Regions from separate parts of the Sus scrofa genome. Here regions 2 and 3 are each linked to region 1. A link is a contact called in public HiChIP or PLAC-seq data. All regions are on one chromosome and are shown on one strand. Each heading gives the region's core, a stretch centred on a gene start, on an enhancer-like site or on the middle of the called end of the contact. The rest is flanking DNA. Distances are from core to core; before and after follow the strand shown. Region 1 overlaps ECT2L (epithelial cell-transforming sequence 2 oncogene-like). Region 2 has its middle 55 kb from the start of HECA. Region 3 has its middle 5.0 kb from the start of TXLNB.

The links. HiChIP or PLAC-seq counts read pairs in DNA pulled down with a chosen protein or histone mark.
Region 2: an H3K27ac HiChIP or PLAC-seq map of alveolar macrophages shows a contact between it and region 1. The contact joins two enhancer-like sites. A contact is called at or near these places in 1 of 47 Hi-C or Micro-C datasets (liver) and 1 of 2 datasets of contacts at active chromatin or transcription factors (alveolar macrophages).
Region 3: an H3K27ac HiChIP or PLAC-seq map of alveolar macrophages shows a contact between it and region 1. The contact joins two enhancer-like sites. A contact is called at or near these places in 1 of 5 promoter capture datasets (fetal liver) and 1 of 2 datasets of contacts at active chromatin or transcription factors (alveolar macrophages).

What each region holds. Positions count from the first base shown.
Region 1 is chr1:25,620,027-25,624,358 of Sscrofa11.1, forward strand. The region is part of intron 3 of ECT2L (epithelial cell-transforming sequence 2 oncogene-like); the gene reads right to left. Among named protein-coding and RNA genes, the nearest start is that of ECT2L, 22 kb to the right of the region's middle. Within about 2 kb of position 2,980, at least 10 of the 83 cell types and tissues checked have an H3K27ac peak or open chromatin away from gene starts, as enhancers often do. A contact at or near this core is called in alveolar macrophages, where this site is marked.
Region 2 is chr1:25,307,115-25,311,842 of Sscrofa11.1, forward strand. No RefSeq gene overlaps it. Among named protein-coding and RNA genes, the nearest start is that of HECA, 55 kb to the right of the region's middle. Within about 2 kb of position 2,712, at least 2 of the 83 cell types and tissues checked have an H3K27ac peak or open chromatin away from gene starts, as enhancers often do. A contact at or near this core is called in alveolar macrophages, where this site is marked.
Region 3 is chr1:25,221,449-25,225,843 of Sscrofa11.1, forward strand. No RefSeq gene overlaps it. Among named protein-coding and RNA genes, the nearest start is that of TXLNB, 5.0 kb to the right of the region's middle. Within about 2 kb of position 1,288, at least 6 of the 83 cell types and tissues checked have an H3K27ac peak or open chromatin away from gene starts, as enhancers often do. A contact at or near this core is called in alveolar macrophages, where this site is marked.

The DNA.
Region 1 (4,332 bases), core at 1,730-4,229:
CGCCATCTCATATCCTCTGCCACCACCTGTGTCCTTACCTTGATGTGCACTGTAGTATAACCTAAGCACTATTTTTGTGTTTCCATTCTTGCCGACCCTCAAACCTAATCCTTTTTTGGATTTCCTTACCATTTTAAAATCTTTCCCTTTCACTGGACTGTAAGCCCCATAAGAAAAAGGCATGGTGGCTGTCTTGTTTGCTGCTCTGTTCCCAGCACCCTGGTGTGGTGCTTGTAACTTAGCAGAGGGTAAATAGATAAGTGTAAATTAGAATAAATAATGAAAAAAAAGTTGGAAAAAAGAATAGAACATAATAAATTTTTCCTGTTCATTATAACAAATTACCACCAATTTCGTGGCTTAAAGCAGTACAAATGCATGCTCTGAGTTCTGGAGATCACAAGTCTGAAATCAGTTTCACTGGGCTACAGTCAAGGTGTTGGCAGGGCTCTTTTGTTCTGGAAGCTCTGAAAGGAGAATTTGTTCCCTTGCCTTTTTCAGGTTCTAGTGGCTGTCTGAATTCCTTGGTTCATGTCCCCTATATCTTCAAAGGCAGAAGCATAGGATCTTCAAATCTCACCATCTCCCCCACTGTCACTTCATCTTCTCTTCCGACTCTGATGTCTCCTGCATCCCTTAAAAGGACCACTGCAATTATCTCGAGTCCCAGTGATGCAGGATAATCCATGACAAATCCTTGATCACATCTGCAAAGTCCCTTTACCATACGAGATAACATTCCTGGGTTCCAGGGTTAGAACGTGGGCATATTTGCAGGCCATCATTCAATCTACCACACTGCTCGTTCGTCTGTGACATGCGATACACCCCCAGATATTTATGGTGGTGCTATGTTTTACTGTCAAATATCCAGTGAGATGCATGGACATACCCCATTTCCCATTTTAAGACAAGTTTTAGTCTACTAAAATAGGAACTTCAGAGGGCAGGGGTCTTTTATACTCTGTTTAGTGTTCAATCCTATGCACCCAGAACTATGCATGGCACACAGTAGATGCTCAGTAAGTATTTGTTGAATGTTGGGTAAATAGACTTTAGCTTTTGGTATTCATCCTTGATTTCCCCTTCTTTGGGTGAAATAAAATCAGTTCCTATTTGGCAGTCCATGTGGTTCTATGGGAGCTGACTCCATCCCTGACTCCAAAAAGCACATGATCAAGGTTAATTCAATATCCATGGATCAATCCCATGGTCACAGCAATTGGCAGAAGTGGGCATGGACCCAAACTAGTCCAATGAGAGTGAAACCAACAACATTTTTTCCTCCTGGACACAAGTGAGGAACCATAATAATGAAGCCATGTTGGCTGAAGGTGAAGCCAAGGGGAGGAAAGAAACAAGTTGGTTTTACTATTGGACCTCTGGATGGAGCTTCAGCTGCTCTGGATTTTTCCAGATTATATGAGAATAAAATATTTCCTTTATTATTTGTGTCAAGTTTCAGGTTACCTACAATGACACATTCTAAAACCATTAAGAAGTATCACAAGTGAAAGATGAAAAACCTGTAGCACCTGAACAAACAACTTTGTTTTGTTAATTGAGAATAGAAGGGACTTCCTGTTGTGGCTCCGTGGGTTAAGAACCCACCTAGTATGAGGATGTGGGTTCAATCCATGGCCCCACTCAGTGGCTAAGGATCCGGTGTTACTGCCAGCTGTGGTACAGGCTGCAGATGTGGTTTGGATCTGGCATTGCTGTGGCTGTGGTGCAGGCCAGAAGCTGCAGCTCTGATTTGACCCCTATCCTGGAAGCTTCCATATGTTGCAGGTGTGGCACTAAAAAGGAAAAAAAGAGAGAGAGAGAGTAGAAGGCACAGGACACTCTTATGGTCTGTGTTCCTGTCTCTAAGAAGGAGTAGATGAGTGGTGGAAAAAGCCTTGGGGCTTTTGGGTCACCTAGGACTTGTTCCTTGCCCTTGGCTGTGTACCAAATCACCTTGGGAACTTAGTAAAAACAGCTTCTCACATTCCCCATGGTGTGTTGAGCCAAAATGTCTTGGGTGAGATTCATGGTTTGTGTTTTTACAAACTTCAAGTGTCTCTGATGGGCTCACCCTTCTTAACACTGGTGAACTTGACTTCTCATTGGTAGAAGAGGCAGCCTAGCAGATCCTGATGCTGATGCAAAAGTCAAGTACAAAGTGTTGAATACATGTATGGTGTCCTTAGGACAGTGTATAGCCCTATTTGAAGCCCTGAATTAATTAAATACTCAGACTCTGTAGGAGGGCCTGAAAGTTTCTCTCCTATGTGTAAAGACATCAGTTTGACTGCTAAACGCTTTGTGTTTTTCCAAATCTACCTGGTTCTCAGCTAGATTCTGGAGAGCTGATATGACCAGAGAAGTGACAATTAGATAAATAAACTATTATGGACCATCTTAAAACCTCTTTTTCTTCCTTGTCTTTTTTCTTTTTCTTTTTTGCCTTTTCTGGGGTCACTCCCGCAGCATAGGGAAGTTCCCAGGCTAGGGGTCTAATCTGAGTTGTAGACACCGGCCTACACCAGAGCCACAGTAACACGGCATCCGAGCTGCGTCTGCGACCTACACCACAGCTCACAGCAACGCTGGATCCTTAACCCACCGAGCAAGGCCAGGGATCGAACCCGCAACCTCATGGTTCCTAATCGGATTTGTTAACCACTGCACCACGATGGGAACTCCTCACTTTTCTTAAATAAGGAAAACCAGGGCAGCTTCAGGGTTAGTGAATTTAAGAACTCAGTGTCAGCGAAGGCCAAGGATTTTCTCTCTTCCCCCTTTGTCTGCTCAGTAGGTTGCTTTGGTCTTCAAGCTTGCCCCCTGGGGTGGTTCCCAGATGACTGCCTCTCTGAGTAGAGATCATGGGCAATAAGGCAGAACTTTCCTCAAGTTCCTTTTTAAGTCCCTTTGAGGAGGATGAAAACTCTCCTAGAAACCCTAGCAGCCACTCTCTTGTGTTCCCTTGGGCAGAATTCATATCCCCACGCCCTTTCCTAAACCTGATGGAATGACCATGATTCTGGCCAACTCTGACTCACTCTTGGGGGGACAGGGTGACCAGCCACCCCTGAAGCACATGATACCGGGGGAGAAAAGGACTTTGTCAGGAAGATGAAGAGGAAGTAAGGAATGGCGTGGGCAGGCGGGTGATGGTCAGTGTCTGGGCCACTAAACAGGAACTAACACAAGAAGAGGAAGGATCTCCCGCTACCCAAGCTTCTGATCTACCCAACCTTACTGACGTCTGCCCTTTCTCTTTCCTTCAGATGAAGCACTTATCTCAGTTATTGCTCCCTTTACCCTTGTGATACTATTCAAGGGTATTTCTTAAATGGATGAAACTGGTTTTAATATCTGGTGGTGCAACTCTTACTATCTCTTCTCTTTAAATTTTTCGCAGCCATTGTAGTCCATTTTCTCTTCCACATTAGCTTTAGTATTCATTTTTCAAAATCCATAAGAAAATCCTATGTAGAGATCTGTACTGGAACTGAATAATTCAATGCTAAAGATTAACTTGGAGAGAACTGGCATCTTTAAACATAGCACATCTACTTATCCAGGGTTTTTTTTTTTTTCCCTGCTATCCTTTAATACAAATTTCCAATTTCCTCATAAGGGTCTTGCGCTTACCTTTTTAGCTTGATGCAACACATATAGGAAGCAGCGCTGAGAGAAAGGAGAGAGAGGGCAAGCTCTGGTAACATTGTTTGAATCTGAGGATCTAGCCCAGCCTAAAGCTGGACAAATCTTAAGTCAATAAATTCGCTTTTTGTTTTAGGCTGATTTGGTTTCCATTTCTGTAATTTGCACTTGAAAGCCTTCTGATGATGACATCAAAAGAATATATAGAGATGGCAGGAGGGAAGGTGACAGACATTCACTGAGCACCTACTGTGTAAGAGCATCCTCCTCCTGTTTCTAAGATGCTCGAGCCTGTTTAGGCCTCACGGGAAGCCACGTCCATTCTTCTTCTGCCATCAACCCTCCTAGAAATTTCCTAAAGAGATTTTTAAATACAGAATAGAAACAATGGTCTCTTAAAATCTTGTCTCCATTTTCCAATGAATTATCTGTGGATTCGCCTCTTCCCACAAGAGGGTAAAAAAAGACGACCTGGTAGATCTGGAGGTGAACATCACGTCCTCTGTAAATGGCTGGTAGTGTATCACCGGGGCTGCTACATTTGGGAAGTTGTGAATGAAACAACCTTAAGAGGTGCCAGTCACACAGATGACAGTGCAAAATAGCACCCCCTGGAGGTATGCCACATGGCACCCCTTGGGTATTATTACTATGCATAATTCCTTTTGGAATTGCTTTATA
Region 2 (4,728 bases), core at 1,462-3,961, 310 kb before region 1:
AAACTCATGTAGGTGTTCGCTTAGCTACTCATAGAAGAGGCTTAATTAAGAAGGGCTGCGAAACAGGCCAGCATTAGGCAGTTATTTTCACTGAAACTGACCTTGGTGTTTTATAGGATGCAGGTAAGAGCCAAAAGCTGGTTTCCATTCCATCGTGGGAACATGGCCCTGTGATTGCTCACTTAAGACGGTTGATGTCTGAACTACACATACTCCATGAGTCTCCTGGGTTCACTTTCCTCCTAGGAGAATCAAAAATGCACAATAAGTAACAAAACCTTTCATACGCTGTTTCCACTTTTAAAGTTTTTATTAAAATATATGATACAGTGTTAGGGGCCAATCATCCAGAACCTGTTCATGAAGGGTTGAAAGAGTTATGATGAAAAGCTATAATCCAGCACAGTCCAACTGAACTTTCTCCAAATGTGGCACTGCCCAATACTATAGTCATTAGCCATGCATGGCTATCTAGAACTTGAAAAATAGCTAGTGCAACTTAGGAAGTGGATTTTTAATTTAAACATTTTAAAATTTAATTTGGATGGCCACATGTGGCTAGTGGCTACTGGCCTGGATGGCACAGCTCGGAAGGCCTAGATTGTCAACAACATTGTATCTGCTTTCCTTTCTATACAGTAAGCAGGCTGAGAACGAGGAATTTTAAGGTGTCTTCTATTTCTGAGATTCTCTAATTTTTTAAATCTTAACTATTTAAATAATCATAAACATGATCACCTTTATTCCAAACATGTGAGAGATGAAGTGATTTTTACCAGTGGCTCAGAATAGAAGTCAGTTCTTATGACCTGGGTATTTATTTCCTTTTAATATTTTGATATTTGATTTTCTGAAAGGAATCCCCAAAGGAGCAGGCTGCAAAAACACAAAACCAGGAAACATAGGATAATGTATACTATGGTATAAAAGGTGAAAAGAAAAACTCTCTGAATTCTCCCACAACCAGCTCCTTCATGTCTCTGGTATGCAGAGCTGCCAGTACATTCAATTGCTCATTTTGCTAATGGGTGAGGCTCTGTACTAGGTATTAGGAATACAAAATGTTGAAAACATAGGCACTGCCCTTGAGGACAGCATCATTAGAGTGGTACCTACATGAAGTCCATCACATGCTTTCCAGAGCCCAATAGTCTAGCATCTTCTCTGTTCCCCACATCTGAGCAACTTTATGACAACAGCCTCCTTCCTAAATGCTGACACTGCAATCCTATAAGACTGTTTTCATTTGGCTCTGCCCTCTCAGTTCCCGCACCCCTCAACAGCTGCAGAGGCTGTATTATGCTTTCAAAAATGAGCACATCTCCACAGGCAGATCATTCAAGACCTTTCTGATTTACTTTCTTTTGGGTTTAATTATAAATTTTGAAATCTTTACACTCATCATTAGTATCTTGTTAATTAATATTATATGTAAATCAAGAAAACTAAAAGTGCCAAAGTACTCGCTCCAGTCGTAAAACAGAGGCAGTTCTAAAAGAGAAAACTTCAACCTGACTATCTTAAACATTATTCTTCTTAGATAAAATCATGTTTGGAATTTTAGAATGTAGCGATTTTAAATACACTTTCTTCATAGCTTAGACATTTGCTAGAGATATTTTCTTAAAAGTTTAAACTGATTCAAATCCAAATATGCACATCAGCTTTAAGAGAAATCATGAAGTTTTTACTAACAGAAATAGAATATGCCTGTCACCTTCTTTGTAATGTTTTTACCCTGAAAGCTATAATAAAACCTTAGTACTTCTTACACTGAACATCTTATAAATGCTTAATGTTAAAATCCCCAACTTCAAAATAATAAGAACCACAGCCAATATATAATAAGAACCACAGCCAATATCCCACGTACATCAACACCAGATTAAAGACATCTGGAAAATGATTGTGATGCCAACACAATTCTTCAAAAATTTCTTGCTTCCCTGCACACAAAGTGCTACATATGCATTAATAAACCTGACAAAGATATAAATGAGAGACATGCCAGGAGTGAAATTTCCCTTTCAGAATGTTTTCATTTTAATAAAATTCTTCTTAATTGAAAAACACAAAACTTATAAGTGCTTTTTTAGAACTTCAATTCATTAGTTTAAAAAAGATCTACATTTACAATTTCATTTCAGTTTAAGGGTAGGTCACTGATGAACACAGCAATTCTCAGCCTGAAGTATTTCACCATGAAGTATTTTAGGTGTATATACCCCAAGGAGTCTCGTCGCCTCTCACAGAATGCCACCACTTCAAAAAGTAGAATTCAGCCATTTTAAAAAGATGTTCATAGCTGTTGAAGTGCTCATCCTCTGAACAAATAATCAGGACTTCTTCTGGATCCTACTACTGCACGTAATACATGCTCAGTAAATGCAAATTGACTAGCATTTAACATGTCAAACATGATGTGTGAAAGGCTAGTTTCAGATAGTCATAGCTGTTTAACATGAAAAGTACAGGCATCTGGGATATGTGCTATTTTTTTTCTAGGTAGAAACAAATGGAATCATCACTGATGTGCTCACTTTAATAACCTCTTGTGTCTGTTTCTCATTAAAGAGTTTAGAAAATGATGAAGCTATTAAATCTCAGAGGGAAAAGTTGCTATTTGTGTTTTCCTGCTGTTACAAAAGCATGATCTGAAAGGTTAAATGATGTGTCAGAGTGTGTAAGGCGCAATTCCAACCCAGACTTCCTGCCTCCGAGACGGGGGCATTGGCCCTGGCTAGCTGAGCAAGTTCTGGTGATCATCAGGGGTGAAGGATCATGCAGCTTTTCAGGAGGTGCATCTCACAACCTTGATCCCTCAGTCTGGATTGGACCAGGATAAGCAAACATCAACACTGAAGGGCATTGTCCTGGCCAACACGGAGTGACCATGGTCTGATTCTATCACATCCCAAGTGTTATCATTTGCAAGTGGTGCTCAGTAGCATGGATGGCAGCCTTCGTGGGCATGCTTCAGAAGTAAAATACAATCACTATAACACAAACTGGCTACTGTTTGTGTTCACCATGAACAGAAAGAAATGGATCATTTCTCAACCCCCCAAACCATAGATCACATTTTGAAGCTAACCACTAGTGGGAAAACAACAACAATATGAATTTCACAAAATTTCCAACCCACTTCCTAAATCAGATTTCATCTGTTTATTAGTCCCACAACCTTCTCACCCACTTCTTACCTCACTGCCTGATGCCAGGTTTGACCTCGCTTCACACACCCACTGATCTCAGCTGTATGAAGGAGTACCGACACTTCAAAAGCAGAATTCAGCAAACTTTTTTTTTTTTTTTAATGTACAGAGCTATTGAAGATCATCAGCCTCTGAACAAGTAAGACTTCTCTCAAAAGCAGCTCTTTCATGAGTCTGACATAAGGTCTGCAATTCCTCCCCTGGTTTTAGAGAACTCTCCAGATTTTCAGGACCCTCTTAGGAAGAAGTCTCCTGGGAAGCATCCTTAGCATTACCAACTTGGTGATGTGCATGACCTTCAGTCCTACTTGCTGTGTGTTGTTGAGCCATTTTCATCTGTAAAATAAATGGGTTGAGTCAATCTCTAAGGTCTTTCCTGCCCTAATAGTCTAAGAGTGATTTCCGAAATAACATAGGTGATCATAAGGTACATTTTGAACATTTACTGCATGCCATGGTAAGTGTTAAAACACTTTTTTGTACTAAGCACTTTGCATTTCTTCTCTTAAACCCTAATAGTATCCCTCCCCTCAGGCAGAGACTTAATTTTTGCAGCTGAGGAAAGTCAGTATTTGCAAGCTTGAGCAGTAGAATCTTCCTAAAACAGCCTTTCCTAAGCCAATCCAGCAAATGCACTGACTCTGAATTCATCTTGTAAAACTTCACTCTGATGGGAAATTCCTGTGTGGTGAAGTGGGTTAAGGATCTGGCACTCCTGCAGCTGTGGCACAGGTGTAACTGTACCATGGTTTCAATCCCTGGCATGGGAACTTCCACATGCACGGTTGTAGCCAAAGAAAATTTTGCAATGAATGACCTCAGTACTATGGATGCTAATGGCTGTAGCTTCTGTAAGGCAGGGCACATACAATTTCCCCCAGCAAAGCTGTGTGCTTACCAAAAGTTTGTCCTTTTTGTTCTCAAACTTGTTTTTACCTTATACTTGGCAATGCCATTAGGTAATTTAATAAAACTAGTACATAAACCAATGACAAATAATTACATAAAGAAAATACTATTCCAGTAAGTAGGATGCTTTGGAATGATAGGACAAAATATACACACAAAACACTGCTGAGTTAAACATAAGAGATAATACAGTGAAAGATTAGGGGACAAACCCCTGAAGTCTAGCAAGATGGTATACTTGTATTGTTTCTCATAGAGAATGCATCACAAAAGGAGAATTTGCAAAAAAGGCAGCATGGTCCTACAACTGCAGAAATCACACACAAAAAGAAAGGAACCAAATCTGTTCAATTAATGCATATTCCTTATTTAAATGTAAATAAAACGTTTATGGTATGTAAGTCATGGGATGGGGATTTTTCAGCTTTATGGACATATAATTAACATAATAAACTACACATATTTAAATTGTATAGTAAATTTTGGCATATATGTGAAACCATCATCATAATCCAGATTATGAACATATCTGTCATCCCAAAAAGTTTCCTCATGCCCCTTTGTAATCATTTTTTTCTCCTCCCCCAATTAATATTCCTTCACC
Region 3 (4,395 bases), core at 38-2,537, 400 kb before region 1:
AATCCTCCCCCTCTGCCCCCACCATGCAGAAATTTCTTTCTCAGTGTCATTAAAAGAAAGAACAACTAGGCTGTATTGGGTATTTACAAAACTGAAGCTTCTTATTTTGGAAGATAGTTCATTTCATTGCTGGACCATTAAAATGGTTAAACAAATCTTCCTGAATCCAAGATTACATTTTAAAGATTTTTTAATGAATGTTTTCTCCTTTAAAATTCACTATCAAACAAGAATAAGAAACATAAATAGAAACTCTAACATCAATGAAACCATAAGAATTGAATCCATAAAGTCCAAACCATAGTGAATGAGGACTAGAACACGAGACTTAACAGTAAATGATCCAACAGAAAAAGTGTGCTTGACAGAAATGGGACTCTGTGTCCACAGGAAAGGTAGTGAGAAAGTGAAAAGCAAGATAATTTGGCTGGTAAATTCTCAAAAGACTAAAGAATTTAAAGTTAATATTCAGCAAGTGGTAATACTATCAGAAGTAGTAGTAAGGCAGGGGCCTATAGTAGGATTATTTCACGGCTAGTTTTTTTTTTTTTTTTGGTTGGGTTTTATATTTGGTTTTTTACTTAGGAGAACAATCAAACCCTAGAGTCCCCAACTCCACAAAGTCCAGTAACCTTTCTCCACCTTTTCAAGATACCCGAGAATTGTTTCCTGGAGAAACTTAACCAAAAATGTTCCAGACTCAGGAATATGAGGCCCAGAGGAGGAGAAGGTGAGAAACAAATTATAAAATAGGAAGGAGGTTAAAAACATGAGTCTCCAGATTTAAAAAGCTGTTAAGCACCCAACACAATAAATGAAAAAAAGCCTACATCAAGTTTTATTGGGAAACTTCAGAAAAGTAAAGATAAAGAGAAGATTCTGAAAGGTTCCAAAGAGGAAAAAAAGAAATTGGTCATACAAAGGACTAGGAATAAAATTTTAAGGAAAAAAAAAAAAAGAAAACCAAAAGACAAGGGAATAACGCCTTAAAAACTTTGATACAGATGTAAAAAGTTTCATCAAAATAATTTTTTTAAATTTTGTAAAAAGGTTTACATCTAGCCAAACTATCAATTAAGTAAGTACAAGGGTAACATAAAGGCATTTGAGACATACAAAGTCTCTCATACATGTTTTCTCAGGAAGCCAACAGAAAACATGTTTCACTAAACAAGGAAGTAAACCAAGAAAGAGGAAGAATGGAAATCAGGAAACAAGAGAGAGGTAAAGGGAATTCCCAGGATGACAGCTGGGGAAGTGCTAGGACCACAGCCGGGCAACAGACCAAGAAAGCCACCAAACAGACCAGAGCAGGAAGTCAAGGTTCTGAGGGTATCTATATGCAGAAATGATAGCTCCAAGGAAATACCAGAATGTATTCTGACGGATTCGATCTTGGGGGAAACTGCATAAAGAGGTATTTTACAGAGTTTCTTACACAGGTTGGGAAGACAGTGTTCTCAATACTAAGTAAAAAGAAAAGTTAACCATTAACTCCAGTTGTAAAAGAATGGAAACTGTAATTATAGTGTTCTACCCGACTTAGCAGTGAACTTTATTTCAAAACTGAAAAGACAGAATAGGAATTAAAAATTGAGATGTAATTTTCTTGAGAAATAAGGAAAGGAAAAGGAGTATAAGTAATTTAAATCTTCATCTGTCATTATGAGGGAAAATAGGTAATGTCAAAAATCGACAAGCTGACAGAAAGCACTATTGACATCTTATTCACCAATGAGAAAATAAATCACAGAAACAACGTCTGCAATAATTTGGGGTGTTTGTTTGTTTGTTTCGTTTTGTTTTTGTCTTTTTGCCATTTCTTGGGCCGCTCCCGCGGCATATGGAGGTTCCCAGGCTAGGGGTCGAATCGGAGCTGTAGCCACCGGCCTACGCCAGAGCCACAGCAACGCGGGCTCCGAGCCACGTCTGCAATCTACACACAGCTCACAGCAACGCCGGATCGTTAACCCACTGAGCAAGGGCAGGGACCGAACCCGCAACCTCATGGTTCCTAGTCGGATTCATTAGCCCCTGTGCCACGACGGGAACTCCCTTTGTTTGTTTTTACCTGGGGAAAATGGGGAGCACAACAAAGTCAGAGGAAGGGGTAGTAGGAGAACAAAGGAATACTGTTTCTTGTGATAAGCTTTTTAGCATCATTTGACTTACCTATTTTCTTGTAATATTTACATATAGCAGCTCAAAGGTTGATTTTAAAATAAGGCACTGACAGAGTTCCTATTGTGGCTCAGTGGAAAGGAATCTGACTAGGATCCATGAGGACGCAGGTTCGATCCCTGGCCTTGCTCAGTAGGTTAAGGATCCAGCATTGCCGTGAGCTGTGGTGTAGGTCGCAGATGAGTCTCAGATCCTGAGTTGCTGTGGCTGTGGTGTAGGCCAGTGGCTACAGCTCCAATTAGACCCCTAGCCTGGGAACCTCCATATGCCACAGGTGCGGCCTAAAAAAGTAAAATAAAATAAAGCACTGAGCTTTATTAATTTGTTTTTAATTATTAAAGACAAATTTATTAAATAAATTATAAATATATTAAAGACAAATTTATTAATTTGTCTTTTTAGTTACCTACTCTAGCTCTCTGGGCCTTTAGCAGGTTATAGGTAGATTCTTTGGAGCCACTAGTTAGTGTGTTGTATTCATTTTAATTGTAATTAAATACATACAGGCATAGCTCGTTTTACTGAGCTTTGCTTTACTGTGCTTCATAGATAATGCCTTTTTTTTTTTTTTTTAACAAATTAAAGGTCTGCGGTAACCCTGCATCTAGCGAGTCTCTTGGTGCCATTTTTTCCAAAGCATTTGCTCACTTTATGTCTCTGTGTCACAGTTTTGTAATTCTCAAAATATTTCAAACTTTTTCATTTCTGTTATATTTCTTATGGTGTCATGTGACTAGTGATCTTCAATGTTATTACTGAAATTTGTTGGCATATCACAAACCAAGCCCATTATAAGATGGGGAACCTAATCAATAAATGTTGTGTGTGTTCTGACTGCTCTATTGAGCAGCTAATTTCCTGTATTTTTCCCTCTCCTCAGGCCTCTCTATTCCCTGAAACATCACAATACTAAAATCAGGTCAATTAATAACTCTACAATGGCCTAAAGTGTCCAAGTGAAAGGAAGAGTCATATATTCCTCATTTTATATCAAAAGTTAGAAATGACTAAGCTTAGTGAGGAAGTCATGTTGAAAGCCAGGATAGTCCAAAAGCTAAGCCGCATATACAACCTAGCCAAGATATGAATGTAAAGTTCTTAATGGAAATTAAAAGTGCTACTCCAGCAAACATATGAATGATAAGAAAGCAAAACATCATTATTGCTGATATGGAGAAAGTTTTAGTGGTCTGAATAAAAGACCAAACCAGCCACAACATCCCCCTAAGCCAAAGACTAGCCCAGAGCAAGGCCCTAACTCTCTTTGATTCCATGAAGACTGAGAGAGGTAAGAAAGCTATAGAAGAAATGTCTGAATCTATCAGAGGTTGGTTCATGAGGTTTAAGGAAAGAAGCCATCTCTATAACATAACAGTGCAAGATGAAGCAGCAACTGCTAATGTAGAAGCTACAGCAAGTTATCTAGAAGACTAGCTAAGATGATTAATGAAGGTGGCTAAACTAAATAGATTTTCAGTGTGTACAAAACAGCCTTATTTTGGAAGAAGATGCCATCGAGAACTTTCACAGCTAGAGAAGAGTCAACGCCTGGCTTCAAAGCTTCAAAGGATAAGCTGACTCTCTGGCTAGGAGGAGAAGCTGAAGCCAATGCTCATTTACCATTCCAAAAATCCTAGGACCCTTAAGAATTATGCTAATTCTACTCTGTCTATGCTCTATCAGTGGAATAACAAAGCCTGGATGACAGCACATCTGTTTACTGAACATTTTAAGCCAACTGTTGAAACCTACTACCCAGGAAAAAGAAGATTCTTTTCAAAACATTACTGTTCACTGACAATGCATCCAGTTATCAAAGAGCCCTAATGGAGATGTACTATGAGATTAGTGTTGTTTTCATGCCTGCTAACACAACATCCATTCTGCAGTCCATAGGTCAAGGAGTTTTTTCAAATTTTAAGAAATTTTATAAGACTAAAGCTGCCGTAGATAATGATCCTCTGATGGATCTGGGCAAAGTAAACTGAAAACTTTCTGAAAAGGATTCACCATTCTAGATGCCTTTAAGAACATTCATGATTCATGAGAAGAGGTCAAAATATCAATATTCATGGGAATTTAGAAGTTGATTCCAATCCTCATATATGACTTTGAGGAGTTCAAGATTTCAGTGGAGGAAATAACTGAAATGGAATTAGATGCAGAGTCTGGGAGTTCCTGCTGTGGTACAGGGGTTAAGAATCTGACTGCAGC